Regions from separate parts of the Rattus norvegicus genome. Here region 1 is linked to region 2. Evidence: chromatin contacts called from public Hi-C data. All regions are on one chromosome and are shown on one strand. Each heading gives the region's core, a stretch centred on a gene start, on an enhancer-like site or on the middle of the called end of the contact. The rest is flanking DNA. Distances are from core to core; before and after follow the strand shown.

Region 1 (5,082 bases), core at 1,907-4,406, 100 kb after region 2:
CCCCCATTACCACCCTCCCCCCAACAATCACGTTCACTGGGGGTTCATTCTTGGCAGGGCCAAGGGCTTCCCCTTCCACTGGTGCTCTTTTTTTTTTTTTTGGTTCTTTTTTTTTTTTTTTTTCCGGAGCTGGGGACCGAACCCAGGGCCTTGCGCTTCCTAGGTAAGCGCTCTACCACTGAGCTAAATCCCCAGCCCCCCACTGGTGCTCTTACTAGGCTATTCATTGCTACCTATGAGGTTGGAGCCCACGGTCAGTTCATTTATAGTCTTTGGGTAGTGGCTTAGTCCCTGGATCCCCATTCTTTTATACATATATTTTAATTTATTTTTGTTCTCAATACATCTTGACCACAGTTTTTCCTCTCTCCACTCCTCTCAGTTCCTTCCCAACTCCTCCCAGCCCCCTTCTTCCCCCTTCTCACCCACTCTTTTTTATGTATTAATACTTCATTCTTTCTGTTGTTGTTTTTATACAGAATTTCACTATGTAGCCTAGACTGGCTTGGAAGTCACAATTCTGACTCAACTTCATAGGATGATAAGCACATACCACACACTACACTCATCAAATAATATTTTTCTTAAAATTTTGCCTTTATTTATTTTATGTGTATCAGTGTTTTGCCTACATGTATGTAATGTGTACCATGTATGTGCCTGGTGCCCACAGAAGGTGTTGAATCCCCTGGAACTAGAATTATGGATGATTGTGAAATGCCGTGTGGCTGCCTGGAATTAAACCCAGGCCCTCTGCAGCAACAAGTGCTCTTAACCACTAAGCCATCTCTCTACCCAATATTCCAACTTTTCGATGAAAACATCGAATTTTGTTTATCTATCCAGCAATTGATTATTTGGTTGTTACTAGTATTTAGTTGTTATTATTTATAAGGCAACAGTGAATACTCTATGGAATTTTGTATAGTTGTACACTTTCATTCCTTTTAGACAGACACCCAGAAGTAGAATTGTTGGCTCAGTTTTTTTAACCTTTCAAGGAATAGGCAGACTACTTTACAAAGAAACAGCTCCATTTTATATTCCTGTTGGCAATGAATGAGAGTTCCAATATCTTCATATTTGTGCTAACATTTTTTAAATCGTAAATCCCTTTGATGTTTGCCGTTACAGAAGATGTGGTATCTTATTGTGTATATTTAAGAAACTGGTGTTTAGGGGCTCAGCGGTTAAGAGCACTTGCTGCTCTTCCAGAGGACCCAAGTTCAGTTCCCAGCACCCACATCAGGAGGCTCACAGCCACCTGTAACTACAGCTCCGGGGATCCAATGTTCATATGTAGCATACACTTACACACACACACACACACACACACACACACACACACACAATAATAATAGTAATAATAATAAAATAAATCTTTACAAAGCAAGTGATTCTTTTCCATTAACCTTTATTTTCTGCTCATAGAAGGATAGCTTAAGAACATCACTCTGTAGCTGTTTCTACCAAGCCAACCCTAAGCAGTGACAGCTAAATGAAGGCCAGTACTCAGTGGCTAGCTAAGCACACTAGAGAACTTCTGCATGGGCTCAGAAGGCATTGTCCATACCGTCTAATCATTCTGGACTCAACCCCATGCCAGAAAGCTGGCTATTCCATTGTTCTTGAGCATTCTCCTTGGTTAGTCACAGCTTTCTCAGCACCTCTCACTCTGCTGTTTCTGTCCAATCTCTTCAGGATCTTTGCAGAAGCACAGAACATTTATCACTGGGAAAATCAGGGATGGACTTAAAAAGAGGCATTTGACTTAAGGCTTCCTCCTCCTCCTCTTTCTCTTTCTCCTCCTCCTGTTTCTCTTCCTCCTCCTTTCTCCTACCTTCTCCTCTTACTCCTTCTCCCTCATGGAAAAGGGGGTGGGGGTTGCCTGTATTTATGTCTGTGTACCATATGAGTGCCTGGCGCCCTTGGAGGCCAGAAGAGTAAAATCCTTCTCAAATTGGAGTTATAGTTTTGAGTTGTCATGTAGGTGCTAGGAATTGAACTCAGGTCCTCTGGAAGAGTAGTCAGTGCTCTTAACATTCTATTGTCATTTTGCTTTGTTTTGTTTGAACTCATTACTTAGTTCAGGTTGGCCTCTAAATCCTAACCCCCCCCCCCCTTCAACTTTACAAGCACAGCTATTGTAAACCCATGCTGAAATTTTCATTCAAGTCTTGATGGAAAGATAAAGCTTCACTGATTGGCAATGGTGGAATGAATGAAGACACTATTTCCATGGGGATTAGAAAATGACAATTGAAGAAAGATGTTTTGACATCAAGTCTGACTCTAATGGGGAGTCCTGGAGCTTGTTGGAGTTGATTATCAATGATCAAAAGACCCTTGTCAAAAAGGCCTTGGTCAAAAAACCCAGTAAGTGGCTAATATAGGGAATGCTGGAGTCGGATAGGATTGGGAATCTGAGCACTTATTTGGATGGAGAATTTAGAGGCTGGCCGAAGGTAAATGCCTGTAGAGTTACCTGTGTGGGGGACAGTGGTGGGGTGTATGTGAGAGAGTTGAATTCCAGGGACTGCCTTGGATAGAGAACTACAGACTGGGTGGGCTGGAGGCTCACAAGGCTAGAGAAACACAGAAGTACAGAGATGGAGTAATGGTCTATAGACTGACTGACTAGTTGTAATGAAAAATCAAGAGATTGTCATGGAGCTGGAAAGAGATAATATGAAACAAGAAGCCAGCTGGGATAGGAATTGGGATATTGAATGGGTTTGGCAGACTGGGGTTGGAAGTTTAAGTTGACTGAGTCTGGAGACTGCCTGGGCTGGGTGTTGTGACGGCTTGGGTCTTGGGCCTTTTGGACCAGTGCATGTTAGAAGAGGTTGGAGGACTTCATTAGGCTGTTAGGTGAAGACCCCAGGAGGGCTGGAATGGAGATACCTCCTGCAGGCTGAGCTAAGGCTGCCATCCAGCTGAGGTGCCAGTGCCTTGGGGCTGGTCCAGCTAGGGTGCTGGTGGCGACTGCAGGTGGGGCGCGCGGGGGCGGGTCGGGAGAGCTGGGTGGGGGCAGGGGCGGGGGGCGGGCCGGCGGCCGGGGCGGTCCCGCGCGGCCGCGCTGCGCAGTGACTCCGCAGCGGGCGGAGCGCCGTGGGCCGCGTCCTTCCGAGCCCTGGCGGTGGCGGTGGCGGTGGTGGCGGCGGCGGCGGCGGTAGCCTCAGCTCCTGCGCCCCGTGCCGCCGGCCCCAGCGCTGTCTCCCGGGCCCCCTAGGGCCCCCGGGCCCCCGAGCCCGGTGCGCGCCCTTGCGTCCCGCCGGCCCCCTCCCCCGGCTGGGCCCGGGGGAGGGTGGCGCCGTGAGCGAGCGGGGACTGGGCTCTCCTGCCCGTTCCCCTGTCCCTGGGCCGCCAGGATGGAGGCGGGGTCCGGTCCTCCGGGTGGCCCGGGATCTGAGAGCCCCAACCGGGCGGTGGAGTACCTGCTGGAGCTGAACAACATCATCGAGAGTCAGCAGCAGCTGTTGGAGACCCAGCGGCGGCGCATAGAAGAGCTGGAGGGCCAGTTGGACCAGCTCACCCAGGAGAACCGCGACCTGCGGGAGGAGAGCCAGCTGCACCGTGGGGAACTGCACCGGGACCCCCTTGGCGCGCGGGATAGTCCTGGCCGCGAGAGCCAGTACCAGAACCTGCGTGAGACCCAGTTCCACCACCGCGAGCTGCGGGAGAGCCAGTTCCACCAGGCGTCCCGGGACGTGGGCTACCCGAACCGGGATGGCGCTTACCAGAACCGGGAAGCTATCTATCGGGATAAGGAGCGAGAAGCTTCCTATCAGCTCCAGGACACTACCGGTTACACAGCCCGCGAGCGCGACGTGGCCCAGTGCCACCTGCACCATGAGAACCCAGCCCTGGGTCGCGAGCGTGGCGGGAGGGAGGCTGGGCCAGCGCACCCGGGCCGCGAGAAGGAAGCCGGCTATTCCGCGGCGGTGGGCGTGGGGCAGCGGCCACCGCGGGAGCGGGGCCAGTTGAGCCGTGGCGCATCCAGAAGCTCCAGCCCTGGCGCGGGCGGAGGTCACAGCACCAGTACCAGCACCAGCCCTGCTACAACCCTCCAGAGAAAGTAAGGAATGTGTTTGCAGCCCCCACCCCACCCATCCCTTCCCCTCTAGATCCCTCTCCAACTTAGCTGGCAGATAAAGTATATGAAGCCCATGTCTGATCCCATTTCCTGCTTCGCCTGTCCCAATCGGGAGAAGGTTCTCTTCAAGCAGCTGACATGCTTTCCCTAGCCACCACACGTTGGTTTGGTCAGATGAGGGCTGGCTGCTTCTTTTTTCCCGGTAGAACCAAGGCCAGTTAGAGACTAAAACAATCCCCACTGCCTCCTTCCACTTCTTCAGCCCCTAGGTGTATCCTCTCCAGAGGATGGATTAAGTAATTTTTAGACAGAGGTGGTATCAATTCAAAACCCCCAAAGAGAGAAACACTCCTACACACCTTTTTTTTTGGGGGGGGGGGGAGTGATCTTGTCTTGAGGCAGGTGGGGACCAGAACGGCTTCTGGCTGCTTAGACATCCCTCTGAGGGGAACTGCAGCACATCTTGGCGTGGGGAGGGGGGGGTGATGGTGGCAAAGATGGGGGAGCAAAGATGGAGGCTAGGCCCTTGGTTAGTTTCTCAAAGTCCAGCTGGTCTCCACCCTTCAAGAAAAACAACACCCATTTAAAGAGCCCTACCAGGAAGGGAAGTCCATAGATCTCCCATCTGTTGGATCAGCTTCAGTTCCTGTGCTGGGGCCTGTGCATGTGTCTGAGACAGGTTAGGAATATTTCCTGAGTTGATGGGACATGGACAGGGTCTACTTTTCCCATGTAGATCCCATTGTGTGCTGTTTGGGATAAATGTATTAGGCTGTGAGTCAAGGGCACAAAGGCTCTCAGGGATGCCCTAAAGGCCCTCCTATTGCTTTGCTGCTATACTGAAAAGAACACTGAACTGGGAGATAGGAGAAGTGGGTTCCCCTTCCAGCTCTGTTGCAGATTGGCTTTGTGACCTTGACTGAGTCCCTTCTGTCAGCCCATCATTTCCCCTATATTTCTTTTAAAGGCAAGGACTGCGAACTGAG
Region 2 (4,932 bases), core at 2,206-4,705:
TGATTAACAGCCTTGGCTATATACATAAGAATCGCTTGTGAAGTCTACCCCCCTTTAAAGATAAAAGCAATATATACATAGGTAGATATTAAAATAGTACAGAAGAGCTTATAATGAAAATCAGCAGTTACCTTCCACACCCCCACATTTCAAAGGATGTGGAGCTTTTCAAAAATAAATTGCTCTGGTCCCACCTCTGGAAATATGATTCAGTAGGTGTGGATAATAACCCAGATAACTAACCCTCTATGTTATGGGATAGAAAGGATTACATGAGATGCCTTAGACCATGGCCCCGGCACATTGGAACAGTACTAAGAAGTTTCCAAGTCAGAGTCAGGGAGGTGAGATTCAAATGGATTAGTGATAGAACCTAGACTTCCACTGAGCTCTCCCTGCTTCTTGCTCACTGCCTTCTGATGGACACCATGGTGTGTTTCTAAGCAAGCTGAGCCCAAGGAGAATCCCCATTTCTTAGGAGGAGCTAGGTTGGCTCGATTAGCTTAAAGTGAGTACATGACACACTAGTCTTTCCCTTTAATTGGACCCTTCATTCTGGAAAGCTTAGTTGTGCACACCTAGAGAGATGAGTCAAATATTTATCCTGCCTTTGAGTAGTTAAGTCACTGTCTAGTTGGAAGCCAATTCAGAAGCATCCCCGGTAATCAGCTTTGTCAGAAGCATGGGAAGGATGCTAACAGAAGGAAGACACTTTCTCATCCTGGGGGAAGCAGGGGGTGAGAGCTGAACTGAGACTTGATAGGCATTCACTTGTTCCAGTAGGAGACTCCAGCTGGTGGCAATAGTGTGTATGAAGATCTGAAGGCCAGAAACAGGAATTAACAACTGAAGCAAAAGGACTGCAGGGGGAAAGCGACAAGAAATGCTAGAAGAAATCAGCGACCAAAGGATTTTTTATAAAAGGATATTTTTGTCTTATGTGCTTGAGTATTTTACCTGCCTATGCCTATGTACGTGCCTGGTGCCCACAGAACTCAGAAGAGGGCATTGGATCCCCTAGGACTGGAATTATAAGCCACTGTGTAGGTGCTGGAGATCAAACCTAGGTCCTCTAGAATAGCAGACGGTGCTCTTAACTGCTTTGTCATCTCTCCAGCCCATCAAATACTTAAATGTCTGGCTAGAATTTGGGCTTAGGGGACACTGTAATTCCCATACTTGCTGTACCCAAGAAACAGGCCATATATGGGTTCCAGCTTCCAAAGCTTCCACTTCCTCATGTGAGCTAAGGCCTCAGCCTCAGGTGCTTACTTGCCAAATGACCAGTGTCCTGCAGACTTGGGGATCACAGCTTGAAGACTGGCGGGGGGGGGGGCAGGTGGAGGACTATGAAACCAGTTTTAACTCCAAAGTCAAAGAGTCAAGTCAGCCTGGATGGGAATGAATTGGGTTGTTTATGTTCTATACACCCGTAGCTGCAGTTTCCTGTTCAGCCAGCCATTAAGGCTTCTTACTCTGTCTCAAGCAGATACACCGAACTACAAGGGCGGGTCAGCTAGAGACAGCTTGTTTACTGTTGTGGTCCCTGCGGAAAGCACAGCACCTGGTATAAAAGCCGCCTGGTAAGATTTCAAGCGGAAAAATGTATGGATGAAGCGCATTTGTGAAGAGGATGGAGATGGAGGCTAGGAACTGTGAAAAGACCAGACTGTCTATACACGAGGACAGTCAAAATGGATTGAATATAATGGGATGAACTGCTAAGGTGATGAACCCAGAGGCTCTGCAGCTAAGAGCATTAGCTGCCCTTCCAGGGGATAAGGGCTGCATTCCAGTACCCACATAGGCTCTAAAACCGTCTGCAATTCTGATTTCATGGGATCCAATGCCCTTTTCTGGCCTCTGTAAGCACCATGCATGCATGTGGTGCATAGACATACATGCAGGCAAAACACCCATATACATCAGACGAAGTTTGAAAAAAGATGTACTTTGATGACTTAAGTATTAGATGTGGTTGGTGACTGAGGCTAGCCATGAATTGTCATATTCCTACTCTACCCCAGTTGTCCTTTTCTTCATCTATCTCTGAATCAGAATCCTCTTTTATAACCTCCTCAGCACCTGGAACTCACCCCTCAAGTTAAGCACTCTGTGTACTCTATAGTTCCCCTGCACCCCCCAGTCACTGATTCATCCATCCAGTTCAATAAATTTTGACTGAGCACTTCCTGTGTGCATTGAAACTCTTCTAAGCCAGGGCTCTGACTCCCTCTTTCCTCCCTAAAGATATTTTTGAGGGTTTTTTTCCCCCAGATGAAATGTATCCTCTATTCAATAACATATAAAGAGATGCCCACTAGGTCAAACCTATAAAGGAACTCAGAGACTGTTCATTTCCTAAGGTCCTTAGAGTGAAATTAACTTCCCAATGGTGCTACTGCTAGGAAGTATTGGATCCATAAATGGAACTCGGGTTCTAATGAAGACAGGTAGAAATGGCCAGGGAGGTCGAGCTTTCACAGTTGATGGATAAACGGGGAAAACACAATGCTTGCCAGTTATACTACCCCCTTTTGAAAATTATCAAAACCCTTGCCTGCCCCTTCCAAGGACTTTCTCTAATGTAAGCTGCTACATTCTACCACATGCTTTCACAGGCCTGACTACAGATAGCTTGATTGGCATAGCATCTAGACCAAGGTAGCAGATTTCTAGGCTGGTTAACATCCTCTTAGGTGGACTGGAGTAGAAATTCCATCTGATGCAGGTGGCATTTTTTTTCTTTTTCTCTTTGTTTTTGTTTTTGTTTTTTGCAGGTGGCATTTCTAAAGGAAAATATATAAACTAGGTATTTCAGAGAAGTTGAACCTATGGTATTCGAAATAAGGGAACGATAAGAATTCTGTGAGGTCAGATATTACCTGGCAACAGCAAAACTGTAGAAATCATAAATCATAGGTCTAGAGAGATGCCTCAACACTTAAGAGCACTTGCTGCTCTTTCAAGGACCCAGATTTGGTTCTCGGTATCCATGTACCAGCCTGTAACTTCAGTTCCAGAAGATATGATGCCCTCTTCTGGCCTCTGTGGGCACCAGGAACACATGTGGTGCACAGATTTATATGCAGACACTTACATATATATGTAACATAAAAAAATCATAAGTTCTGAGATATTTGTATCATGAGTTCATAGGGCTGGCCACAAGATAGCTGAAGCCATCAAGCAGCAAGGCACTGAGAGTCAAACGCATGCTGAAGCCATAAAGCGATAGTAGCCATAATGTAGCAGGAGCCACAAGACAAACTGATTATGTAAAATCCATGAAGCAGCAGAAGGCTTGAATACATATGCAAGCTCCACGAGACTGCAGAAGCGATGAGCCGGCAAGAGGAGCTACCAGATAGCTTGAACCATGAAGCACAAAGCAATGGGACTAGGAGGGGCGGCAGGGATCACCTAACCAATGGAAGCTATAAGAGAACCCACGGATTAATAGAAGCCAAAGCCACCAGAGCCACAAAGCAGCAGAAGCTGAAAGTCCTAGAAGCAGGAGGCAGCGAAAGTCATGGGCTAGAGACGAGGGAAATGAAAGAAGTTAGTCAGGAACAGTAGGAGGAGTATAAATACAGCCAGAAAGTAGTTGAGTCACCATTTTGGGAGGCACTAGAGAAAGGAGCAACAGATGCCTGCAGCTGAGGGGGTGACAAGATAAGACAGGCTCTAGAGCTGCTTCGGATCATAAGCCATTTTCAAGTTTGCTTGTGAAGTCCTTCCTGTCTCATTTCCCTGTGGGGGTTTTAAATGCCCATCACTGATCTGAATAAGTCTGGGTTTTGTTTAAAAGAGGTTAACACATGCACAATTCAGACGTGTGAAGAATGGGGGATTCTTCCTGGTGAATTTGATGGAAGACACAGAGGTGAGAATTCCTTCTTTCCCTCGTGCCTTCATTCTCTCATGTACTTTTCAGTCATTTACTTGTTGATTTCTTTCTCTCAATTGCCTGATCCATTTTTAACTTAATAGTCTATGCGTCTAGACGAACGTTTAATTGTTTGTTCTTCCTTGCATCCACTCACACTGGTTTTCCATTCATCTGCTCTACAAACATGTATTGAATTCCTTTCTGCATATCAGGCCCTCAACTAGACTGAGTTCTCCACCCTCCAGAAATGCACATTTTAAGTAGTGACTCAGAGAAGTGCACTAAATGTAGCAGATGATATAACAGAAGTCTAGATGGGGCAAAATGAGCATATAGAAAGCACTGGGCGGTTCTCCCTGGAGTTTGGTGGGATGAAGGCATTGCTCAGTAACATCTTTACAGAAGAGGGTGTACTTCAACTGAGTCTTGAAAGAGGAGTTGCTGTTTGCTATCGGGGAAGGGACACAAGAACGTTATGAGGAGTTGCATAAGCAAAGAATGTGAAAGTATATGAGTTTCAGAGTAGAGTAGTGAGCATTGGTCCATGAGGTGGTAAAACTGATGGAAGCCATGCAGTCAAGCCTAGCTTTGATCTTGTCAACAATGGGAAGCTGCTGTACAAGGGTCTGAAGCAGAAAAATGACTGAGACATTAGGAATCTCACTACCGCACCTAGTGTTAAAGAAGACTGGGGCATATAATGTTATGTAAGTAAGTGTACTTGAATGCCATTACACTCATGAATGAAGACTCATGTGACAAAGTTGTTTGGCTTAGAGGCCAAGATTCTTGTTTTTCCCCAGAAGGTAGAATTCAGTTGAGTTTAAGAATAGAGAGGATTCTAACTGTTGACGATGAGAAAGGGCTTTGTGAGCTCAAGAGTAAAGTAAGAAGATAGCAGTAAAAACGGCACTTTTGAGATAACAAGTTGTAAAAAAACAAATTTCACTCAAGCAGAGTCTGTTTTTAAGACAAGAGAAAGACTGCACTGTTTTCCAAACTATTACATGAAAAAGCCTGGAGGGACAAGGGAATCAGGG

The links. A called contact is a pair of places that touch in the nucleus more often than the background predicts.
Region 1: a contact with region 2 is called in a Hi-C map of frontal cortex, with 4 times the contacts expected there. The contact joins the promoter of Iqsec2 here to the enhancer-like site in region 2. A contact is called at or near these places in 4 of 12 Hi-C or Micro-C datasets (the A7r5 cell line, Schwann cells, frontal cortex and 1 more).

What each region holds. Positions count from the first base shown.
Region 1 is chrX:24,731,090-24,736,171 of GRCr8, forward strand. Iqsec2 (IQ motif and Sec7 domain ArfGEF 2) reads left to right here and starts at 3,157. Exons shown (of 15, transcript NM_001277425.2): 1 at 3,157-4,078. The coding sequence starts at 3,372.
Region 2 is chrX:24,630,411-24,635,342 of GRCr8, forward strand. No RefSeq gene overlaps it. Among named protein-coding and RNA genes, the nearest start is that of Smc1a, 50 kb to the left of the region's middle. Within about 2 kb of position 3,456, at least 1 of the 93 cell types and tissues checked has an H3K27ac peak or open chromatin away from gene starts, as enhancers often do.